Regions from separate parts of the Mus musculus genome. Here regions 1, 2 and 4 are each linked to region 3. The links are chromatin contacts, called in public HiChIP or PLAC-seq maps. All regions are on one chromosome and are shown on one strand. The core of a region is the stretch at or near the end of the contact, and the rest is flanking DNA. Distances in the headings are between cores, read along the strand shown.

Region 1 (2,700 bases), core at 33-2,532, 250 kb after region 3:
TGTAGCTTCTAGAGGTGAAAATCAGGTCTCTAGGCTTATGTAGTAAACCATTTGCCAGCCTTAGTTAAACCTTCTGGAAATACCTTCTAAGTAAAGCCTGAGGTGGGTTTCCATGGTGACTCTGTCCAGTCAAGTTCACAGTGCTGATTAAATACCACATGGCTCTTCCTTAGATTTTAGGTACCTTTAGGTTCTTGGCGTCTAAGCCGGGGAACAGGGAATATGAGTCTAGTGTTTAATGGTTACTGGATCCTGTTTATTTTCTATATATTTATTTATTTTATTTTATTTTATTTTGACTTTTTGAGACAGGATTTCTCTGTGTAGCCCTGGCTATCTTGGAACTGTATAGGCCTTGAAATCACAGTGATCTGCCTGCCTCTGCCTCCTGAGTACTGGAATTAAAGATATGAACCCACTGGCTATCTGTTTGATATAGTTTTTGAGATAGAGTCTCACTTTGTCGCTTACACTAGCCTCAGACTCAGGGCAATCCCCTGGCCTCAGCCTCTGCACTGCTGGGACTGACAGTCCTACATCACCACCCCAGTGGGACCATGCTTCATTTAAGGATTCTTCATGAAAAGAAATAGCTCTCAGGTTGAAGTGACAATCACCAAGCTTGTTTCGTGGAAGGTTCTGTTTTTCAGGATTCATATTTACCCACAGCACTCATAAAGCTTTTCAGAAAAGTCAAAATAGAATTGTACTGGATGCTTTAGCATAGACAGATAAGCATAGGTGCGTGCTGCCTGAACGTTCCTCTGATTTACTAGGCTCTTTTCCTAAGGCACGCATGCATTTGGTTCTGGTTTTAAAATGAAACTTAGAAGCAAAGGTGTGTGTAGTGTAAAATGTAATTTCCTCTTTGATTTTAAAAGCTCTATGGAAAAAAACATTTTTAAAGGTTTATTTATTTTATATGAGGACACTGTAGCTGTCATCAGATACATCAGAAGAGGGCATTGGATCCCATTACAGATGGTTGTGAGCCACCATGTGGTTGCTGGGAATTGAACTCAGGACCGCTGGAAGAGCAATCAGTGCTCTTAACCGATGAGCCATCTCTCCAGCCTGGAAAGTTTTAATTATATACCCCCTATACTTTCTGTGGTTCTAAAAATTGAAGGTTTTGAAGGGAGGGCTGTTTTATACATGAAATCAGCACAGTGCACTTGAATTACCAGCTGGAGTGAGTTTGATAGAAACAACATTTACATAGTCATCCTCAATTATTTTGCAGGAATTACTGTTGACTCACTGTGGTGCCAGGTGTTCATTACTCAGACTTTTTATTTAGAGGAGGATAAAGGCTGGATTCTTCTGCATATGAGCCGGAAAGGAATGCCCCTTAACCTGAATCCTTGCTAGAAGTTCCTGAGTAACTTTTTCAGGTGCCATGGCTATTCTCAGTTACTGTATCCACAGATACGTGACTGAGGGCCAGTTCTGCACAGATTTCCTGTCTCCTTTACTTGGAGACAGTTTGTGAGCCAACTGAATTGTAAAGCGTTATGAAAGAGAGAGAAGGAAGATGGAGCAGCCATAATTCGTCATCCCTTTGAGTCACCAGCACTGACTGCTACTGTTAAGAAACATTCAGCCCATTGCAAAATCCAGCTGTGGGTCCTCCGTTCTGTCTGCCTGGTTTCTATACATCATTGACATCTCTGGGTTCCTTAATAGAATTCAGTTGGCTCTTCCATGTGATTTTATAAGGCTTTGATTTTTCTCATTAAAAGACTAAGGCTTCTTAATTATTTTTTCTTCTTCTCCTCCTCCTCCTCCTTCTTCTTCTACTTCTTCTTCTCCTCCTCCTCCTTCCCCTCCTCCTTCTCCTCTTTCTCCTCCTCCTTCTTCTTCTTTCTTCTTCTTCTTGGTTTTTCGAGACAGGGTTTCTCTGTGTAGCCTTGGCTGTCCTGGAACTCACTTTGTAGACCAGGCTGGCCTCGAACTCAGAAATCCACCTGCCTCTGCCTCCCAAGTGCTGGGACTAAAGGCATGCACTACCACTGCCTAGCAATTTCTCTTTTTTTAATTCGATATTTTATTTATTTGCATTTCAAATGTTATTCCCTTTCCCAATTCCCCCCTCCAGAAGCCCCCATCCCATCCCCCCTCCTTCTGCTTCTATGAGGGTGTGCACCCACCTACCCACCCAATCTCTTTTATTATAATTACAAAAACCAACTACATTCTGCACATGAAAAAAACAATAGAGTATAAAATAATTGGTGGCCAGTGAGGTTCATTAATATCAAAATGCACTTGATTTTTTTTCCTTATTTGGCAAGCATTCCTTTTGATTCATTATAAAAAGTGCACAGTGGCACACCTGACCAGCCTTCCTGGAGCCTTTTTGTTCCCTTAGCAGAATATTGAATTGATTAAATTATTGGCTTAACAGGAAGGGACTTTAACAATAATTTTAGTCACTTGTGTAGTAGCTCACATGATTTTTTGGTCTGTGTATGTGGTGTATATATAAATGCATGTGTTCTTGTGTGTGTGTGAGCACCCAAGTGCAAGTATACATTGGGTACAGATGTAGGCTCACACGGGGGTACATGAGTCCTCACTGTATGTATCTCTTCTCTGCTCTGCCACGCTCGTCTCGTGTGTGGTGTGTGCATGCAGGTGCCAGAGGCGGACATCAGGTTTATTCATCTGTTGCCCTCCATCCTTTGTTGTTGCTTTGAG
Region 2 (2,857 bases), core at 300-2,799, 210 kb after region 3:
TTAAAAAATATTATTTATTTTATGTATATGGGTACACTATAGCTGCCTATATGATTTTATTTTTTATTAATTTTATGTATGAGTACACTGTCACTGTCTTCAGACACACCAGAGGAGGGTATCTGATCCCATTACAGATAGTTGTGAGTCACCATGTGGTTGCTGGGAATTGAATGCAGGACCTCCTTAAGAGTAGTCAGTACTCTTAACCACTGAGCCATCTCTCCAACTCAGCCTCTTTCCTTCCTTCCTTCCTTCCTTCCTTCCTTCCTTCCTTCCTTCCTTCCTTCCTTCCTTCCTTTCTTTCTTTCTTTCTTTCTTTCTTTCTTTCTTTCTTTCTTTCTTTCTTTCTCTTTCTCTCTCTCTTTCTTTCTTTTTCTTTCTTCCTTTCTTCCTCCCTCCTTCCCTACCTTTCTCCTCCTTCTCCTCCTCTTCCTCCTCCTCTCCCTCCTCCTCCTCCTCCTCCTCCTCCTCTTCTTCTTCTTCTTCTTCTTCTTCTAATTCTTCTTCTTCTTCTTCTTCTTCTTCTTCTTCTTCTTCTTCCTCTTCCTCCTCTTCTTGTTTTGTTTTTTTTTTGTTTTGTTTTGTTTGTTTGTTTGAGACAGAGTTTCTCTGTGTAGCCCTTGCTGTCCCAGAATTTACTTTGCAGGCCAGGCTGGCCTCAAACTCAAAAATTTGCCTGTCTCTGTCATCTGCCAATTGCTGGGATTAAAGGTGTAAACCACAAGCTCTTGGATCCTAGTTGTTTTTATTTTTGTTTTGTTTGTTTGTAGTATGTCTACCCTGTCCATTTGTCCATCCTGTTCCTGCCTATTCTGTCTCCCCAAGACAGGTTTTCTCTATGTAACCCTGGCTGTCCTGGACTCACTTTATAGACCAGGCTATCCAGGAAATCACAGAGATCCACTTGCTCCGCCTCTGGAGTGCTGGGATGAAAGGCCCGTGCCACCATGCTCAGCTCCAATTTCCTACATTTTTAATTGAGACAGCATTTGCTGTATATCCTAGGCTGGCCTCAAACTCATTCTCCTCCTGCTGGAATTACTGACCCCTTCCTCCATGCCCAGCTCCCTTGTTTATATTTTCACGATGGATGTATAATTTTTATATAATTTAAAAGATAGCCAGGTGGTTGTGGTGCACGCCTTTGATCCCAGCAAGCACTTGGAAGGCAGAGACAGGTGGATCTCTGAGTTTGAGGCCAGCCTGGTACAGAGGGAGTTTCAGGACAGCCAGGGTCACACAGAGAAACCCTGTCTCAAGAAACAAACAAACAAAAATGAAAACAAAAAAACAAAACCAAAAAGTAAAGCAAGGATATATGGAATTTTCCACTTTCCCCCTGGCTGTGGAGTCTGTGTGGTGTGGCCAGTGCTGGAGTACCAAGGAGAAGGGATGCCTGTCCTTGTGCTTGGGAGGTGGTTGGCTTTCTTCTCACCCGAGAGAGGATTTAGCCCAGGATGCTGCCCACAGTGACAGGTTCTCAACAGTGATGCTGCCCGTGGACGGAGCACCAGAGATGAACTTTCCGGACGGGATGTGAGTCACCGTGTCGGCCTTTCGTCAAGCTGACTAATTGCTGCTGTGTTTTTCCTCGGTAGTGTGAGTAGGAAATAATGGGAGTAACCTACGGAACAAACAGACAAACAAGCTCAGTAGACGATAAGCACCCAAGTAAGAAGCTCCCTTGGGCACTGGCTTGGACAACTGGAAGCGAAGTGGAAAATCAAACCCATTTATTGTGATGTCAGTTTATACTCATAAAGCTCTTACTTTATTAAAATCACGATATGGTGGAGAGGGATTGAGGAGGGCATAGTGGACCTCTGGCCTTCAAGTACATGTCTGCACATGTGTGAACACCCACACACATGAACAAAAATAATTGGTAGCACCACCTGAGTGTGGGGGTGCATACCTGTAACTCTTAACACTTGAGAGGAAAAAGCAGGAGACCTGAAGATCAAGGCTACCCTCTGGTTTTACTGCTGTGAACAGACACCATGACCAAGGCAAGTCTTATAAAGGACAACATTTAATTGGGGCTGGCTTACAGGTTCAGAGGTTCAGTCCAGTATCACCAAGGTGGGAACATGGCAGCATCCAGGCAGGCATGGTACAGGAGGATCTGAGTGCTCTACATCTTCATCTGAAGGCTGCTAGCAGAATACTGACTTGCAGGCAGCTAGGATGAGGGTCTTAAAGCCCACACCTATAGTGGCACATGTACTCGAACAGGGCTACATCTTCTAACAGTGCCACTCCCTGGGCCGGGCATATACAAACCCCACCCTTCTAGGCTACACAGCAAATTGGAGACCTGTCTGGTATACATGAGACCCTTTCCCAAAAACTGTGTGTGGGAGGATTAAATAAATAAATTCAGCCAGATGTGGTCCTGCATGCTTATAATCCCTGAACTCTGGAGGCCGAGGCAGGAGAATTGCAAGTTCAAAGACACCTTGGGCAGAGATTGTGTCTCAGAAGCAAAAGAGCAGGAGCTGGTGTGGCTGGCCTTTCTACTTGGTGAGGTTTTCTTTTTCTACCCTTATCCCCTTGGTTTCACCCCTGACACTAGTCAGCAGACAAAGAAGGAGAGAGAGAGAGAGAGAGAGAGAGAGAGAGAGAGAGAGAGAGAGAGAGAAGGAGAAGGGAGAGGGGAGGGGGGAGGGGGGAAGAGAGAGAGAAGGAGAGGGAGAGAGAGAGGGAGAGATCTGAATCTCATTTCTTCCTGTTTCTTCTTTGAGCACAACTACTAACAAACTGCAACCAACCCCACCTAGTGAGGCTCTAGCATTTTTTGTTTTTGTTTTTCAAGACAGGGTTTCTCTGTATAGCCCTGGCTGTCCTGGAACTC
Region 3 (2,700 bases), core at 32-2,531:
GGGGACACTTGCCAATTCATACTCTAACACATCTGTGAATAGATATGTGAATAGCCATCAATTATATTATACCTAAGTACTATTGCTATCAATAGAGAATTCTTCCTTCTAATAATTTTTAAGTTGAAATATAAGTCTGCTAATAGAAAGATTCAAGTATTTTTTACATTTTCAGCATTTTTTTTAATGTGCTACAACTTGTATTCTTTTCTTTTTTTCCTTTTCTTTCTTGTGATTCTAGAGAGCAAAGCAAGGGCCTCACACAGACTAAGTACTCTACAGTCTACCACTGAGCATATAACAGCTCAGCCATAAAGCTTCTAACATTACGTCACCCCAACTTTTTTTTTAATTGACACAGGCTACATAATAGAAAGTCACACTCACTAGCAACCGAGGAAGCTGTATAACATAAACACAATTCTTGTTTCCACTCTGAGTAACGAGAGTACAGAATTGTTGCAAACATCTTAGAATTCTTATTCCCATGGATTAGTTGTAGTTTGTACATATTTTTACCATTAGTGAAACCTGACAATATTCTGTGGTAAGATGCAGATTTAAAAACACCAAATAATAACAGCTATGATACAGAAGTGAAAAGATTTCAGTGCTATGAAAATGAGCATAGTAAGAATGCAGTTACTAGCTGATGAAGTTACAAACATGCTGGGTTAGTCTTTTAGTTTAAATACCTTTCAAGCACTTGAGCAATAAAGTCTCAATAACTTCCAAGTTTCCGTTCTCACTCCTAGTTTCTAAATACACTTGCTTTATCATCTTGTCTGAAGATGAGAACTCGTTAGTATTCATATGCCTTCATGGAAATATGAACATAAGTAACATATGGGTTTAATGGGTTATATTTAGGATATATATGTACATACAAATATACATGCATGTAATAGCAATTAATGAAAAAAGAAGCTATAACTTTGAAGAAGAGGAGAGAGGGAAATACAGGAAGGTTTGGGAGAAATGTGAAATTAAACTGCAATCTCAAAAAAATATATCAAGAAGAAAAATAGTATTTCCTAAGAGTTCACATTTCTCTACACTGTCAATGAAAAAGCTAAAAACTGGTTTGATTCAAAGAAGCTGACAGTTCTGTTCTTCTGACAGTTCTGTTCTTTTGTCAACTTTTTCAGGAGGTTGGGGGGGGGGGGCGGAGAGCCCTCACAATGTTGCCCAGGCTTGCCAAGAAATCCTGCTCTCAAGTGACAGCTCTCTGCTGAGTCACCTCTCCCGTGCCAACATCATTTCCTCTGTTTATTCTGCAGGGACACTGGGTTTGTGCGGTGCACATGTGGAGCTCAGAGGACAGCCGCAGCAGTCAGCCCTCTCCTTCCACCATGTGGGTTCTGGGGATTCCATTCAGGCCACCAGGCTTGGCAACAGTGCTGTTACCAGCTGAGCCATGAGTCCTGGAACACCCAACTTTAGAATACTATTGTAGTTTCATATGGTCATAAACAAAGCCAAATCTTTGTATAATAGCACAACTACTTTTATTTTCATGGCTAAGAAGTTAGAAAGTAGATAATTAGTAATAAATACTTTATACTTCAAATTTCTAGATTCCTACTTCATAATCTTTCTTTTGTAGCTGAATCAAAGCATTATTTATCTTGTGATCCCTATGGTCCTAAGAACTTAGTCTATTTCAATGTGCTATGCTACTGCAGAAAGGGGAATTAAGTATATATTTATATATACTGTGCCTATGTAAAAGTATGTATGCATCACTCTTGATTACAACTTCAAGAGACGTGTATAAATAATGCAAGATACCTGAGTATATTATATACAGCAAAGGAATTTACAGGCAGTTAGGTGGGCACAGAAGTATTCAAAGATTAACACAGTTCCTTTTTTTTCCAGGACAGGTTTCTCTGTGAATATCTGGCCATCCTAACGTGCTCTTACCAGTGACTAACAGTGGGTGATGCAAAGGAGGAATCTGGATTTTATACATTAGCTTTCAAATAAGTAAATAAAGGCTTGTTCCAATACTTATATATTTCTTCCTGAAAATTAGACAAAAAAATGGCAATAATAACGATTGTGAGGAAGAATGGAGGCTGTAAAAACTGAACATCTCAGCACCAGCTAGAGATAGAGAGGACAAGGGCAGGGTGAGAGAGCGAGTGCATTCCTTTCACCGCCTCACTCAGCTCTCGCTCTATCCTAAGACACAGGCAGCATCTTGGAGTCACCAGATTTAAACAACCTGCCAAAGACCAACTGAATGATGTTACTGTAGGTTAAAGTAGAAATCCGCTATAAAGACCAAGAGGATAGTGATAATGGCTGCACATGATTAAAATACTTGGTATGTCCATTCTCTCTCTCTCTCTCTCTCTCTCTCTCTCTCTCTCTCTCTCTCTCACACACACACACACACACATACACACACACACACACACACACACACACACACACACACAGAGCAGACTAGAAAGACAAACTTATGATCAAACCTAAAAAGTATTTACAATATGAAATAAACAGCTGGGTGCTGTGAAACACAGCTTTAATCCCAGCAATGGGGATGCAGCTAGCTATGAGGCTAGCCTGGTCTATATAGTGAGTTCCACACCAGTCAGAGCTACAGAGACAAACTAGTGTGTGAAACAGTGAGAAGAGCTGATTATCAGTGCGTAGAGAACATTCACCTCACGTGCTATCATTAATTACAAA
Region 4 (2,700 bases), core at 52-2,551, 220 kb after region 3:
CTGGTTTAATATCTCTTCTTCAAGGAGCAACACTTGGCTTTCTTACAATAATAAATTAGCTTTCTCTGTTGTACGCCATCACCATCATCTTCCTCATAGTTGAGTGTTTTGTATGGTCAGATCTTTACATTTTAAAACTGAAAGAAGCTGGAGCAAAATACACAATTTCAGCTATTTGTTTCTGTTTTGAGACACAGGTTCTCATTATGTGGCTTCGGCTGATGGATTTCACAGGTCCTCCTAACTCTAGGCTAACTAAGGATTGGCCATGTAGCAGAGGATGACATTCAATTGATCCGCTGCCTCCACTACTCAAGTGCTAGAATGTGAAGGCTGGGTTTTATGCACTCTACCAACTGAGCTAAAGCCCAGCCCTCTACCCCTTTGTGGTATTGGGCTTTGAGCCTAGGGTGTTCTGCCCGCCAAGCAGCAGGCTGCCCTTGAACTAAATCCTAGCCCTTTGGCCGTATCCTTTCTACCCTCCTTCTCCTCCCTTTGGGGTCCTGGGATTACAGGTAATCTACTCCATACAGATTGCCTTCTGGTTTGCTTTGTTTCTGAGAGGGGCATGCTACCCATGTAGCCCAGACTGGTTTCAAACTAACAACCTTTCTGTGTCAACCTTCCACATAGGTTGGGGATTACAAGTGAACACATCTGGGGGCTGGTGAGATGGCTCAGTGGGTAAGAGCACCCGATTGCTCTTCCGAAGGTCCAGAGTTCAAATCCCAGCAACCACATGGTGGCTCATAACCATCCGTAACAAGATCTGACTCCCTCTTCTGGTGTGTCTGAAGACAGCTATAGTGTACTTACATATAATAATAAATAAATCTTTAAAAAAAAAAAGTGAACACATCTGCACCCAGATGAATTTTTATTTAAAAAATATTATTCTTTTATGTGTACAGGTGTTTTGCCTGTCTATATATCTGTGCACCAAGTGTATGTGTGAATTTCTATTTTTAAAGCTGGCCAACAATTTGAAGAATGCCCAGAGGCTATGATTCCCCAGAGCCTGCCTGTTTGCAGTCTGTGCTGTTCAACCTGTAGCTATGCTTGGTAACTATTTCTGTGTTAATCATCACTCTATCGTCACCTCATTTATTATCTGTCGACTCCATGCCAGGATCTGTCTCAGTACTTCACATAGATGACCTCATTAATCTCTTAAGCCACCTGTAAGGTCATGCAAGGTTCAGCGAGGTTGAGACACTTGCCCGAGGCCACAAGGTATAAGCGGTACAAACAGATGCTAAAGGTCTGCCGGCTGATCTGCTGTGCTAAGGCACCACCTGTCTGTTTAGCCAATGCTCTGCCTGACAACTCTTATCGTTTGTTGCAGGATCGCTGTGTGTCAGGCACTGTGCTCCCTTGGCCCTGATCCCACCCTTGACCGCAAGTCTGGGAAGGAACTACTGTTTGTTATCATATGTATTTTAGGGATGAGGAAACTGAGTGTTACTCATGGGGGTGGAGAACAAGTTGCAAACCCAATCTGGTGTCACAGACCCCACTGTTAGGAACCCCTAATTACAATTGTTTTGTGGGCAGATTGCAGGGTGATGGGGGAAGGGAAAATTGCTAAAGACAAAACAATCCACCACCACCCCAAAAAAACTACCCAAAACAGCAACAACAACAAAAAGAACTTTCTCCAATTAATCCAAAGGTCCACGGAGACACGGAGACCTAAAAAATCTTCCCCACCTCGTAGGGGGTCGAGGGCAGGATATGTGAACCTGCTAGGGAGTACTGTGGCTTGCAGGTGGCAGCAACATTAACAGTCTCTGTTAATGTTATCTGTCATATGACAGCTGTCATCCCAGCACTCAGGAGGCTGAGACAGGTGGAGTTCAAGGTAATTCTTGACCAAGTATTGGGGCCAGCCTGGCCTACCTGAGCTTCTGTCTTAAAATACACACACACACACACACACACACACACACACACACAAATAATAGCCAACTTTTCACTTCATAAATTCTATTTTTCAAAAACAACATGGAAAAAATATTTGAGACAAGGTTTCTCAGTGTAGCCCTGACTGTCCTGAAACTCTATCTGTAGAACAGAGTGGCCTCAAATTTATAGAGATCTGTCTGCCTCTGCCTCTTGAGTACTGGGATCAAAGGCATGTGCCACCACTGCCCAGCTCTTTTCTTCCTTCCTTCCTTCCTTCCTTCCTTCCTTCCTTCCTTCCTTCCTTCCTTCCTCCCTCCCTCCCTCCCTCCCTCCCTCCCTCCTTCCCTCTCTCTTTCTCCCTTCCTTCCTTCCTTCCTTCCTTCCTTCCTTCCTTTCTTTCTTTCTTTCTTTCTTTCTTCCTTTCTTTCTTTTTATTTTTTTGAGACAGGGTTTCTCTGTATAGCCCTGGCTGTCCTGGAACTCACTCTGTAGACCAGGCTGGCCTCGAACTCAGAAATCTGCCTGCCTCTGCCTCCCGAGTGCTGGGATTAAAGGCATGCGCCACCACTGCTTGGCTTCTTTTGTTTGTTTTAACAAAACTGAATCTATAGAGTAAAGTTTAACAAGCGCTGGGATTTGTCTGCTTCTAGATCACCACTAATTGAGAGACAAGAAAAGCTTTGTTTTCAGAACCCAGTACTCTCTAAAGCAGAGATAACAAAACGCCATTTCTTGGGCTGAGGCTGCAGCTCAGTTGGCAGAGGGTTTTGCCTCGAATGTACAAAGCCCTGGGTT

The links. HiChIP or PLAC-seq counts read pairs in DNA pulled down with a chosen protein or histone mark.
Region 1: a contact with region 3 is called in a FOXA1 HiChIP or PLAC-seq map of pancreatic cancer cells. The contact joins two enhancer-like sites. A contact is called at or near these places in 1 of 39 promoter capture datasets (liver), 1 of 115 datasets of contacts at active chromatin or transcription factors (pancreatic cancer cells) and 1 of 9 other capture datasets (liver).
Region 2: a contact with region 3 is called in an HNF4G HiChIP or PLAC-seq map of pancreatic cancer cells. The contact joins two enhancer-like sites. A contact is called at or near these places in 1 of 39 promoter capture datasets (liver), 2 of 484 Hi-C or Micro-C datasets (bone marrow-derived macrophages and liver), 1 of 115 datasets of contacts at active chromatin or transcription factors (pancreatic cancer cells) and 1 of 9 other capture datasets (liver).
Region 4: an HNF4G HiChIP or PLAC-seq map of pancreatic cancer cells shows a contact between it and region 3. The contact joins two enhancer-like sites. A contact is called at or near these places in 4 of 39 promoter capture datasets (the C10 cell line, the SN4741 cell line, liver and 1 more), 3 of 115 datasets of contacts at active chromatin or transcription factors (the 230-238 cell line, embryonic stem cells and pancreatic cancer cells) and 2 of 9 other capture datasets (adipose tissue and liver).

What each region holds. Positions count from the first base shown.
Region 1 is chr4:132,402,088-132,404,787 of GRCm38.p6, reverse strand. The region is part of intron 2 of Phactr4 (phosphatase and actin regulator 4); the gene reads left to right. Among named protein-coding and RNA genes, the nearest start is that of Phactr4, 19 kb to the left of the region's middle. Within about 2 kb of position 1,282, at least 59 of the 459 cell types and tissues checked have an H3K27ac peak or open chromatin away from gene starts, as enhancers often do. A contact at or near this core is called in pancreatic cancer cells, where this site is marked.
Region 2 is chr4:132,444,988-132,447,844 of GRCm38.p6, reverse strand. No RefSeq gene overlaps it. Among named protein-coding and RNA genes, the nearest start is that of Med18, 18 kb to the left of the region's middle. Within about 2 kb of position 1,549, at least 27 of the 459 cell types and tissues checked have an H3K27ac peak or open chromatin away from gene starts, as enhancers often do. A contact at or near this core is called in pancreatic cancer cells, where this site is marked.
Region 3 is chr4:132,651,627-132,654,326 of GRCm38.p6, reverse strand. The region is part of intron 1 of Eya3 (EYA transcriptional coactivator and phosphatase 3); the gene reads right to left. Among named protein-coding and RNA genes, the nearest start is that of Eya3, 14 kb to the right of the region's middle. Within about 2 kb of position 1,281, at least 99 of the 459 cell types and tissues checked have an H3K27ac peak or open chromatin away from gene starts, as enhancers often do. A contact at or near this core is called in pancreatic cancer cells, where this site is marked.
Region 4 is chr4:132,426,797-132,429,496 of GRCm38.p6, reverse strand. No RefSeq gene overlaps it. Among named protein-coding and RNA genes, the nearest start is that of Phactr4, 5.7 kb to the right of the region's middle. Within about 2 kb of position 1,301, at least 35 of the 459 cell types and tissues checked have an H3K27ac peak or open chromatin away from gene starts, as enhancers often do. A contact at or near this core is called in pancreatic cancer cells, where this site is marked.